Regions from separate parts of the Mus musculus genome. Here regions 1 and 3 are each linked to region 2. The links are chromatin contacts, called in public Hi-C and Micro-C maps. All regions are on one chromosome and are shown on one strand. Each heading gives the region's core, a stretch centred on a gene start, on an enhancer-like site or on the middle of the called end of the contact. The rest is flanking DNA. Distances are from core to core; before and after follow the strand shown.

Region 1 (2,995 bases), core at 479-2,978, 120 kb before region 2:
CGGGGCTACCCACGGACAGAGACGCTCGGAGCTAGCCATGGATGGAGATGCTGAGTGTTTGCTACTCCTTTTCACTATAATGAAGGAAAACAAACACTAAGATGAATACTGCAAAGAGTTTAGAATTTTATATCTGTCAAAAGGTAAAGGGTTTGTGGACTACAGGAACTTTTCTTTACACACATTAGCCCTATCACATTCGGGCATTATTATTTGACTGATACCATGAATTCTTTCGAACACCTTCCTCAGGGTAAGCACTCAATACTGTAGTGTGGTCTAAGCCAAGCCTGCACAGATGGGTGGTTACAGCTGCAGCCTCTCTGACAGGCTGCAAAAACCCTCAGGGACACTCCCCCCAGCACGAACTATCCATCTTGTTTGCTGGTACGACTCCACCTTGCTCCAGCCTTTGTTGAGCGTGTCACAGGACACTGGCCAAAATGTTACTATCTGAACAGGCCTTATTAATAGAATGAAAAATGGGCTCCCAAAACACACTTCAACAACGATAGCATGGATTTCTTGAAGTGTCTGATAATTTTAATTAAAAAGGTGCATTATAATAATATTTTTTAAATCTTCAGGAACATTTGACGCCTCTCTAGGAAGGAGTGAACGAGGCAGCTTACTTAGTAATATCCATTCCGACTGATTAAACTGGAGCCAAAACAGTTCCTCAGGATCCAGCTTATGGTGACCCCTGAGCTGGAGAGAGGAAGGCCGGAGAGACTGAGTGAACCTTCACACCACAGAGTGAATGGGAGATCATAACATGTCCAGGCCAAAGGCTAGTGTGCACGTTGTGGAGCATTGCCACAGATCTCTCCAGTCACCTGCTTATCCTAGAACAGCTCACTGAAACATAACAATCACCGCTAGGCAGGCCAAAGTTTTATTTATTAATCTACCTTCTGAAAAAAAAAGGTAAGAAATGGTTCATAATCGCATTAAATATACACCTATCCAAGTTATAGCTACAAAAACTACAAATATAAACAAAACATATACACGTATAAACAAAAACTGCAGATGTGAAGAAAACACATAATGGGAACATGAAACGTGCCGAAGCCTCTATTGAAGTTAAAAACTAAATTTATCTCTGAGCTTCTTGGGAGCCAAGGTAAAAAGGGAAACAGGTGCGTACACAATTCTCACAGTCTGTTCACAGAGGGCAGACCTTTGATGTAAACCTTTTTTTCTACTATGGCTTGCAAAAAGAACTAACCAGTCTTCAAGTTTCTATGCTCCGATCCTGCCTGTCCCTGGTTGTTGCCTGACCTAGATTGCCAAAGATTATGAAACCACGCTTGATAAATAAATTGTGAAACGACTCGACCGATTTCTATGCTAAACAAAGAGAGGAAAAGCAAATGAACAAACGTTTCCAAACATTCAAAAGTCAGAACCACTCAAAATAAAAATTGAAACCAGCGGCAAATAAAACCAACCCAAATCTTGGCGAAGCCGAATCTCAAACCCTGTCGCTACAGGCTGGGGAGCAGCAGAGCCAGCCAGGCTGTGTCTGTCTACCGCATATGGGGGAAGGTTCCAGGCAGTATCTCCAGGCTCATCTAATGGCACGGGTTCAACACCAGTGAATGGGCCTTAAACAAAGGGAGAGCTCCTTTGAAAATGGGCGTTTGTGAGTCACCGGTCAGTGTAGCTGCACAGTTTGTGGGAGTGGGAACCGCTGGCAGCGGGGCAAAACAGTACAGCTCAGGCCTTCAGAGCTCCTAAGCCCTGAAAGGCGGCGAGGTTCGAGCCGGCTGGTCACAGTGGCACACTTGGCTGAGTGCACGGCCAGGTGGTTTGGGCATATTGGCAACAACTGGCAACCTGCCCGATACATATGGCTCAGATTGCTGCGCTCTTCCCACGAAGCCTTCCTAGACTCTTGAGCAAGCAGTCAGTCGCTTGCGCACAAAATGCGTCTGCATGTTAAATAAGATCTTTTTAATAATATCTACTGATGTAAAATCCTTTCACTAAAAAGGAAAATAAAAAGATGGAGGCAGGTGGCTGCCAAGCACGTAATGAAAGCATCTCGTGAGAGGAGGCGCCTCTGCCGATCCCTTCCAACTGGCTTTGCCCTTACTTCTGCTTTTCTCTTTCACAAGGGTTGGAACACCCTTTCCAGCCCTGGGAAGCAAGGTTTGTGTGGGCTTTCAGAAGGCTGCCAAGGGGTCAGGTGACCATGAATTCCTGAAAATATAAAATAAATAGAGAGACAATAAAAACGAACCCTGTATGGAGGAGCGTTATTAAACCATGATTGACAGATAGCACTGAAAGGTGTCAGTATAGTCTATCATGTAAATACATATCTGGAGACTTGTTAAAACACAGCCTAAGTGCTAACTACTGAGGCACATGTTACTTCCCAAGTGGTGCTAATGGCCCATAGCATAAGGCAGGATTTGGGCTTAGGAAGCCCGGCCCCACATACTCCTGTAGGGATACCACACACCACATTAAGTAGTCCACAAATAGCAGTTCCTGCCAGAGTTGGATTTTTCTCTGCTAATCGTATTTCTTGGATGTGGAACATTTCATTTCTTTTGCTGGGTACAGGAAACATATTACTTAAGGTTTGGGGCTGAGTGGCTCAGTGGTAGAGATCGTGCCTACATTTGATATACAGCACCCGCCTCCAAATCATATCACCAATTAATGCATTAGTTAATGTGATTGCATGAATTACCACCAGGACCTTGTTTCACTTTTAATAATTTGTAAATATATGTTTGTGGTCTGTTAAAATTGCAAGCCATTTATCTAATGAATTGTGCTGAATCTTCTGGAATTATATAGTCTACTTGTTAAGACGATTAAAATGGATGTTGCATTGAGTATGTGTTTTAGAATTTTTTTTTTAGCACAGCATTGCTCAAGCACTAAAATAACTTTTATCTCTCATACCAGTGGGGACTGTACACACCCACAAATCTAAAACTTTTACAAAGATACAAACATACATATTTGGTAGAAA
Region 2 (2,851 bases), core at 195-2,694:
CAGATTAAACAACAAGCAAATAAAATAGAGAAAAACAAACCCCAGCATATGCTATTGGGACCAGCAGATTTATGCTCTTCTTTTGTTACCTCATATATGAGACCTGGAACCTTTCTCCTATTTCTGACCACTGTCTACACATGCTCCTATAGACCCTCCAGCCACCCCATTACCACACTGGTCACAGCAGCCCTGGGTGCTCTCTATGCAAACGCAATGCAACCTGCACCTGCCATCTTTTATCGGAAAGGAAAGGCAAAGCAGATCCAGACCCCTGGCAACCTCAGACCCTCATCAGTGTGCAAGTCCTGCCATTGCTGACTTTCAGAGAGGGAGCAGAATTCGGATTGTAGGAAGCGGCACCACTGAAATCTGGCTGTGTGTTAGGGACCTCCACCAACTGCCAAATGAATTCCCCACAGCTTGCTCTCCAAGGCTTCCCTTCCTTTCTGTTTTCCACTCTAGTTCTCCCGGTGTTTTGTTTTTCTGTAACTCTATTTGTTTCACACTTCATCATTACAAGGAAGATGTCAGAGAGGGGGGGGGAGGAAGTCTGTCTGTCTGTCTATGTCTCACTGTTCAGTGGCTTGCTCTAGAGAAAACATCATAGCGGTCAGCTTCTAAGAAACAGAAAGCTTGGGCCCTCTTTCGGAACATTTACACAGACATTTCTGACACAAAAGATTCTTGAACACATAATAGAAATACAGTCAAATGTTACAAATCTCAATGTGCAGCATTTATTTTATTTTTAAAAAAAAAACAACACAGGGGCCAGTGAGACAGCTCCGTTCCTAATGGTGCTAAGCAGGCAAACCAGGGGAGCGGAGCTCCTCGCCTGGAACCCACATAAAGGTGGAAAGAGCAAAGTGATTCCACAAAGTTTTTTTCTCTCTCTCCCTCTCTCTCCCTCCCTCTCTCTCTCTTCCCCCTCTATCTCTCCTTCTCTCTCTCCCTCTCTCTCTTTCTCTTCCCCTCTCTCTACTTCTCTCTCTCCCTCTCCCTCCCTTTCTCTCTCCTTCTCGCGCGCTCTCTCTCTCCACACACACACATGCACATATACACACACACACATACACACACACAGGTATATACACAAACATACCATAGCATGCACCCTCCCCCTACATCCCCATCATGCAAACATAGACATGTACACACAATTTTTTTTTAAAAATTAAAACAACTGGTTCTACAAATGTTTAAAGACTCCACACAGTCTATTAATTAGGAAGACCCTAGTGTAAAATTATCAAAATATTTGAAATCTTAATATCTGAAGAAATTATACCTAAGAAAGTTGTTGCATGGTATGTTCTTCTATCTTGGGAACCTAGTACCATGCAGAGACCGTAAGAACTGATGTTTGATGACTCAATGGCCAGCGCCATGGTAAAATCTGTCAAGAGAGGCAGCCAAACTGACCTCACTAGCCAGTATCAGCCAGAGCATCCCTGGGATGCAGCTGCTGTGTGACTCATACAGAATCTTCCATCACACAGCTTCTGGGAAGCAAGAGCTTCGGTTTTCTGCCTATGAAATAAAGGCCCAGGCCTCCGAACTTTCTTCAAGGTAAGAAAACAAAATTAATACAAACACAGACAACATTCTGGGTGGTTTCTTACTACATTTTTAAGCTTTTAAATAAACAATGGATTTCAAGATTATCTTGAGAGTCCTGGAGAACATTTCTTGTTTTTGTTTGTTTGTTTGTTTGTTTGTACTACGATAAATTCAGAAGCAGAGCTTAGAACTTGATGTGTTGTCGATATCTCTGAGATAAAAAGAAGATCCAGAAGAGCAATCGACTAACCATCATACCGGGGCCTAGTTCCTCAACCTGCTTCCTACTATATACAGGCACTTATAAGAACTCTTCAACTCAGATGTTAAGGTTAAGTGGAGCGCCAGTAAGATAATACATATGAAAATACTAGGTAGATACCGCATCTAAGGAACACAAGCATGGGATCTGAGAGACTTGGCTTAAATGCCGGCTCTCTTCTTTCCTAATCATCAGACTTGAGTGTGTTCTGTCCCTGTTGCCTGACAAGGGCAGTCACAGTCTCCTGAGCACATCTATCCTCCAACAAACACACAACAAGAACAACTCACCCAGACTGGAAGTCAGAAACGAAACAAAGTAAAGACAAACAAGTTCATGTAAAAATCAAAGAAACCCGTATCCACGATGGCTGAAACTTCACCACGCCATGGTACCCAAATACACAAACCTCTCTGGCTGTCCCGTGTTTTGAGTCTGTAAAGGAAGGCTCTACAGCAAAACAAGAGAAAGCCTGTGAGCTCGCCTGTAAACTAAGGGACCGCGTAAGAGCGCCCAGGTGGAGTCATCCGGCCCTCTACCCTCTGCCTGCCCCACAAGTCAGCTGGCTAAGGACCTGCGGTACTCCCTTGTCACTCTGTACCCAGTCACCTCCCAAGCACAACTGGAAATGAAGCCAAAGCTAGGCACAGCCAGTCTCCACAGAGAAAAACTCAAAATGTCTCCCTTTGAAGAATCACAAAGCTTTTGTTTGAAACCTCTGACCTTTCTAGAGAAATCAGTCACAGTAGTTTAAAAATGTAGGTGGCATAAGGACAAAGCATGCCATTTATCCACTTTGGGTGGTTTTCGTCTTTTCTGTGAGACACACATCTTTAGAACAATTATGTCTTTCACTGTAACATTTCAGCCAAAAAAATTTCTCACAAAAAACATATGTGTGTATATATATTATATATAACCTTACACATAATATGTATTCTGAACTTGGCAAGATGTTATACTTTTAAAATTTTTACCCCTACCTCATTTTATTGAAGCTCTAGAGAGATAAAAATTTTAAAACAT
Region 3 (2,907 bases), core at 378-2,877, 85 kb before region 2:
AATTCAAAAATTGAAATGCTACAAATTATCAAACTTTCTATGTATCAATAGAGATAAAATCACGAGTGGAAAATTCCACATCTGATTTCACATTTAGCTGTAGCCAATATAATTTGCATTAAAGACACTAAAATAGTCTGTACGATATATATATATGTGTGTGTGTGTGTGTCCCACCATAAATAAAACTATTATAAATTTTAAAAACATAAATTATTGAGAAGTTTGATTAGACTTGAGTTATATCCCTCAAGATATCTCATCACATAAGTGCAAATCACCCAAGAGTTAAAAAAAAATACAATATCTGAAAAACTTCTGGGTCTGATTATTTGGATAAGGTTCTCAGCCTTTCCATACAAAAATACATATTTAGGGAAGACATCACCTGTCTTAGAAGCTATGATTAAAACAAGCAAAAAACTAAATAGACACACACACACACACACACACACACACACACACAAACAAAACACTTAGCATCCTTTTCCCATGAGGCAAATAATATGAGGTGCAAGCTTTAATCAGACAGATGTGGGTTCAAATTTCATTTTGCTCTATGCTAAATATTGCTCAGAAAATTCTGCTTCAAGTCAGCCACAGAATGCTCATGTCTCAAATGAGGCTATAGGCAGCCATGTGCAACAGTGGAGGCTAAGAACTGAATGGGACCTGCTCACAGTCACACTTCTCTGAATTTTCCTTAGCGTTCTACAAGTATTCAATAACTGATAACAATTTACAGAGGATCCTGGCAACCCACAACGTATCTTCCTGGATTTGTATACAGAAATCTATTTCTTTGGGGTTCTTTTCCTGGTATTTTCTCTAAGGCCTCAATTGAATTCCTTTATAAAATTTCCAATTTAAACATCTAATAGTAGGTGTGCACTAAAAGAGAGGGCAGGAAGAGACACACCTTCAGGCTGTCTCCTCTTAAAACACAACTACATCTCAAATTAAACCCCTTTTTTGTATACTATGCTTAAGGGGCAGTAATAGTCACTTTTCAGCTGAGAAGACAGAGCCCAGACTGGAGTAATGTGTGTGAGCCAGAATGGAATGGGACCAGGAGCCACATGGCTGCTTGTCAGAATCCTAGTCAAGGGCACCAGCCATGAATCTTCACACCCACCCTCCTTCCTTAAGATAGTAAGTAGTTTTACTTCCAAAGAGGAGGTGAGAGAATTTGAGAGTAGTGTTTTTCTCCTCCCTGGGAAAGGCCGTTTTCCAACCCATTCCTAAGCATGGCGGGCAATAATACTTCAGAGAGAAGCAAGGAGATTCTGGGGTGGTGAGGTCCCTGCCTTTGAAGCAAGCCAGCCAGCAAACACAAATGCATGCAATTTGAAATTTTAATTAGGGTGCCATGTGCTGGTGACATATGGCAACATGCTGACAGCTGGGTGTCCAGGTTCAGGAACAGACCTGGGTTCTGAAGTCACAGTTGGCAGAAGCGAAGTTCTCTGCTTGTGCGCTAGGTGCCTGGAAAGTGTGCTGCCAACATCCCCTGCTACCCTGCACGGCCATTCTGCCATTTACAGACACTGTGTGTAGAGGGCCACCGCTGCAGCTCAGACATACGCAGGAACAAAGATGAGAAGAAATGAACAAGATTAAAACCTGATCCCAGGATCAGAGTCCAGGCTGGACCGTGTTCATAACAGCACAGCCATTGACCTTTGGTGGCCCTGGGAGTCTCATGCTAGTCCCTGCAGCATGTGCTCTCTGTGGCACAAGGAGAAACAAACAAACAAACAAACAAACAAACAACCTCTGTTACCTGTTCCAAAGTGTAAAGGAATACGGCTCTTTTTATACTGCCAAATGTGATTTAAAAGTAGGCGGCACACGTCAGTGAATCAGGTGAGTGAGGTACGGAACTAAAACATTTTTAAGACAACTCGTTAAGTATTAAAAAGTTTGTTAACTTTTTCTTCTCAGAATTTCTCCTCTGTGATGAATTATTAGTGGTCAGTTTGACCTCTGAAGCTCAGTAAGCTGCCTGAGAATGTCTCGAAATGGGTTAATGAATTGCCTTGGAGTTCTCCCATGCCCCTCTGCCTGTTCCTGTCCGACTATTTACTGTGTGTAAAGTGGGAAGGGTTTGGGTGTGCTGTTTCCAGGCAAGCCTAGAACCACCAGGAGCGTCTCGGCCACACTGTGCAGTATTAACAGTGCCACTAACTCTTTGGGTCCTTTTCTACATAATGGATTCCTGCCGTGTTGTCTTTGATGGCACAGGACTACTGTAGTGAATAGGCCATGCTGGTCCTCTGTTTCTGGAAATTTGAGTTTCTAACCATCAAGCCATGCAATGCTTCTGGAATACTCTAAATATTAGCAGCTCCCCAGGCTCTCCTGCAGTCCAAATCTCTGAGTGAATTTAAGATAGACTTATCACTGGAGCAGAAATTCAATATAGACCAACAGGATTAAAAGCAAGAATTGTGCTGCTTTCCCTCACCTCCTGCCCCAGTTATAAGCAGTGCAATCTATTTTACTTTATTTTTCCTATCAGTATTGTTATAAAGAGGCAGAAAATAGAGTCACAACACATTCTACTTGAAGTTAAGCTCTGAAAAGAAGCAAAACATACTGAAGATAAACATTAGAAATTTCATGTTTTAGACAACATTGCTGGACAACACAGACAACCAAATACACACACACACACACACACACACACACCGACACACACACACACACAGACACACACACACAGACACACACACACACTCCCCTCAGCTGTAAGCCCAGTAACTGGTTTGGAAAGCAAATATGCATGTGTATATAGTTATCCTTAAGTACAAAGCAGGTTGGTGCAAAGAGCATGACCTCTGGTTATCTCCTCTACCTTTCAGAGCAGTTCTCCCTGAGAAGTATGGCTAGATGCTCCTGTAAGAA

Evidence for each region. A called contact is a pair of places that touch in the nucleus more often than the background predicts.
Region 1: a contact with region 2 is called in a Micro-C map of muscle stem cells, with 4 times the contacts expected there. The contact joins two enhancer-like sites. A contact is called at or near these places in 2 of 39 promoter capture datasets (embryonic stem cells and second pharyngeal arch cranial neural crest), 16 of 484 Hi-C or Micro-C datasets (the AML12 cell line, cardiomyocytes, cerebellar granule neurons and 11 more), 8 of 115 datasets of contacts at active chromatin or transcription factors (craniofacial prominence, embryonic basal ganglia, embryonic forebrain and 5 more) and 3 of 9 other capture datasets (adipose tissue, liver and pancreatic islet).
Region 3: a contact with region 2 is called in a Hi-C map of cerebellar granule neurons, with 2.7 times the contacts expected there. The contact joins two enhancer-like sites. A contact is called at or near these places in 10 of 484 Hi-C or Micro-C datasets (astrocytes, brain, cerebellar granule neurons and 5 more), 6 of 115 datasets of contacts at active chromatin or transcription factors (astrocytes, embryonic forebrain, embryonic stem cells and 3 more) and 2 of 9 other capture datasets (adipose tissue and liver).

What each region holds. Positions count from the first base shown.
Region 1 is chr4:97,909,709-97,912,703 of GRCm38.p6, reverse strand. The region is part of intron 2 of Nfia (nuclear factor I/A); the gene reads right to left. Among named protein-coding and RNA genes, the nearest start is that of Gm40208, 27 kb to the left of the region's middle. Within about 2 kb of position 1,728, at least 110 of the 459 cell types and tissues checked have an H3K27ac peak or open chromatin away from gene starts, as enhancers often do. A contact at or near this core is called in cerebellar granule neurons, cerebellum, cortical glia and 2 more, where this site is marked.
Region 2 is chr4:97,793,639-97,796,489 of GRCm38.p6, reverse strand. All of the region lies in intron 2 of Nfia (nuclear factor I/A), which reads right to left. Among named protein-coding and RNA genes, the nearest start is that of Nfia, 17 kb to the right of the region's middle. Within about 2 kb of position 1,444, at least 43 of the 459 cell types and tissues checked have an H3K27ac peak or open chromatin away from gene starts, as enhancers often do. A contact at or near this core is called in cerebellar granule neurons, cerebellum, cortical glia and 2 more, where this site is marked.
Region 3 is chr4:97,879,046-97,881,952 of GRCm38.p6, reverse strand. The region is part of intron 2 of Nfia (nuclear factor I/A); the gene reads right to left. Among named protein-coding and RNA genes, the nearest start is that of Gm19417, 11 kb to the right of the region's middle. Within about 2 kb of position 1,627, at least 14 of the 459 cell types and tissues checked have an H3K27ac peak or open chromatin away from gene starts, as enhancers often do. A contact at or near this core is called in cerebellar granule neurons and cerebellum, where this site is marked.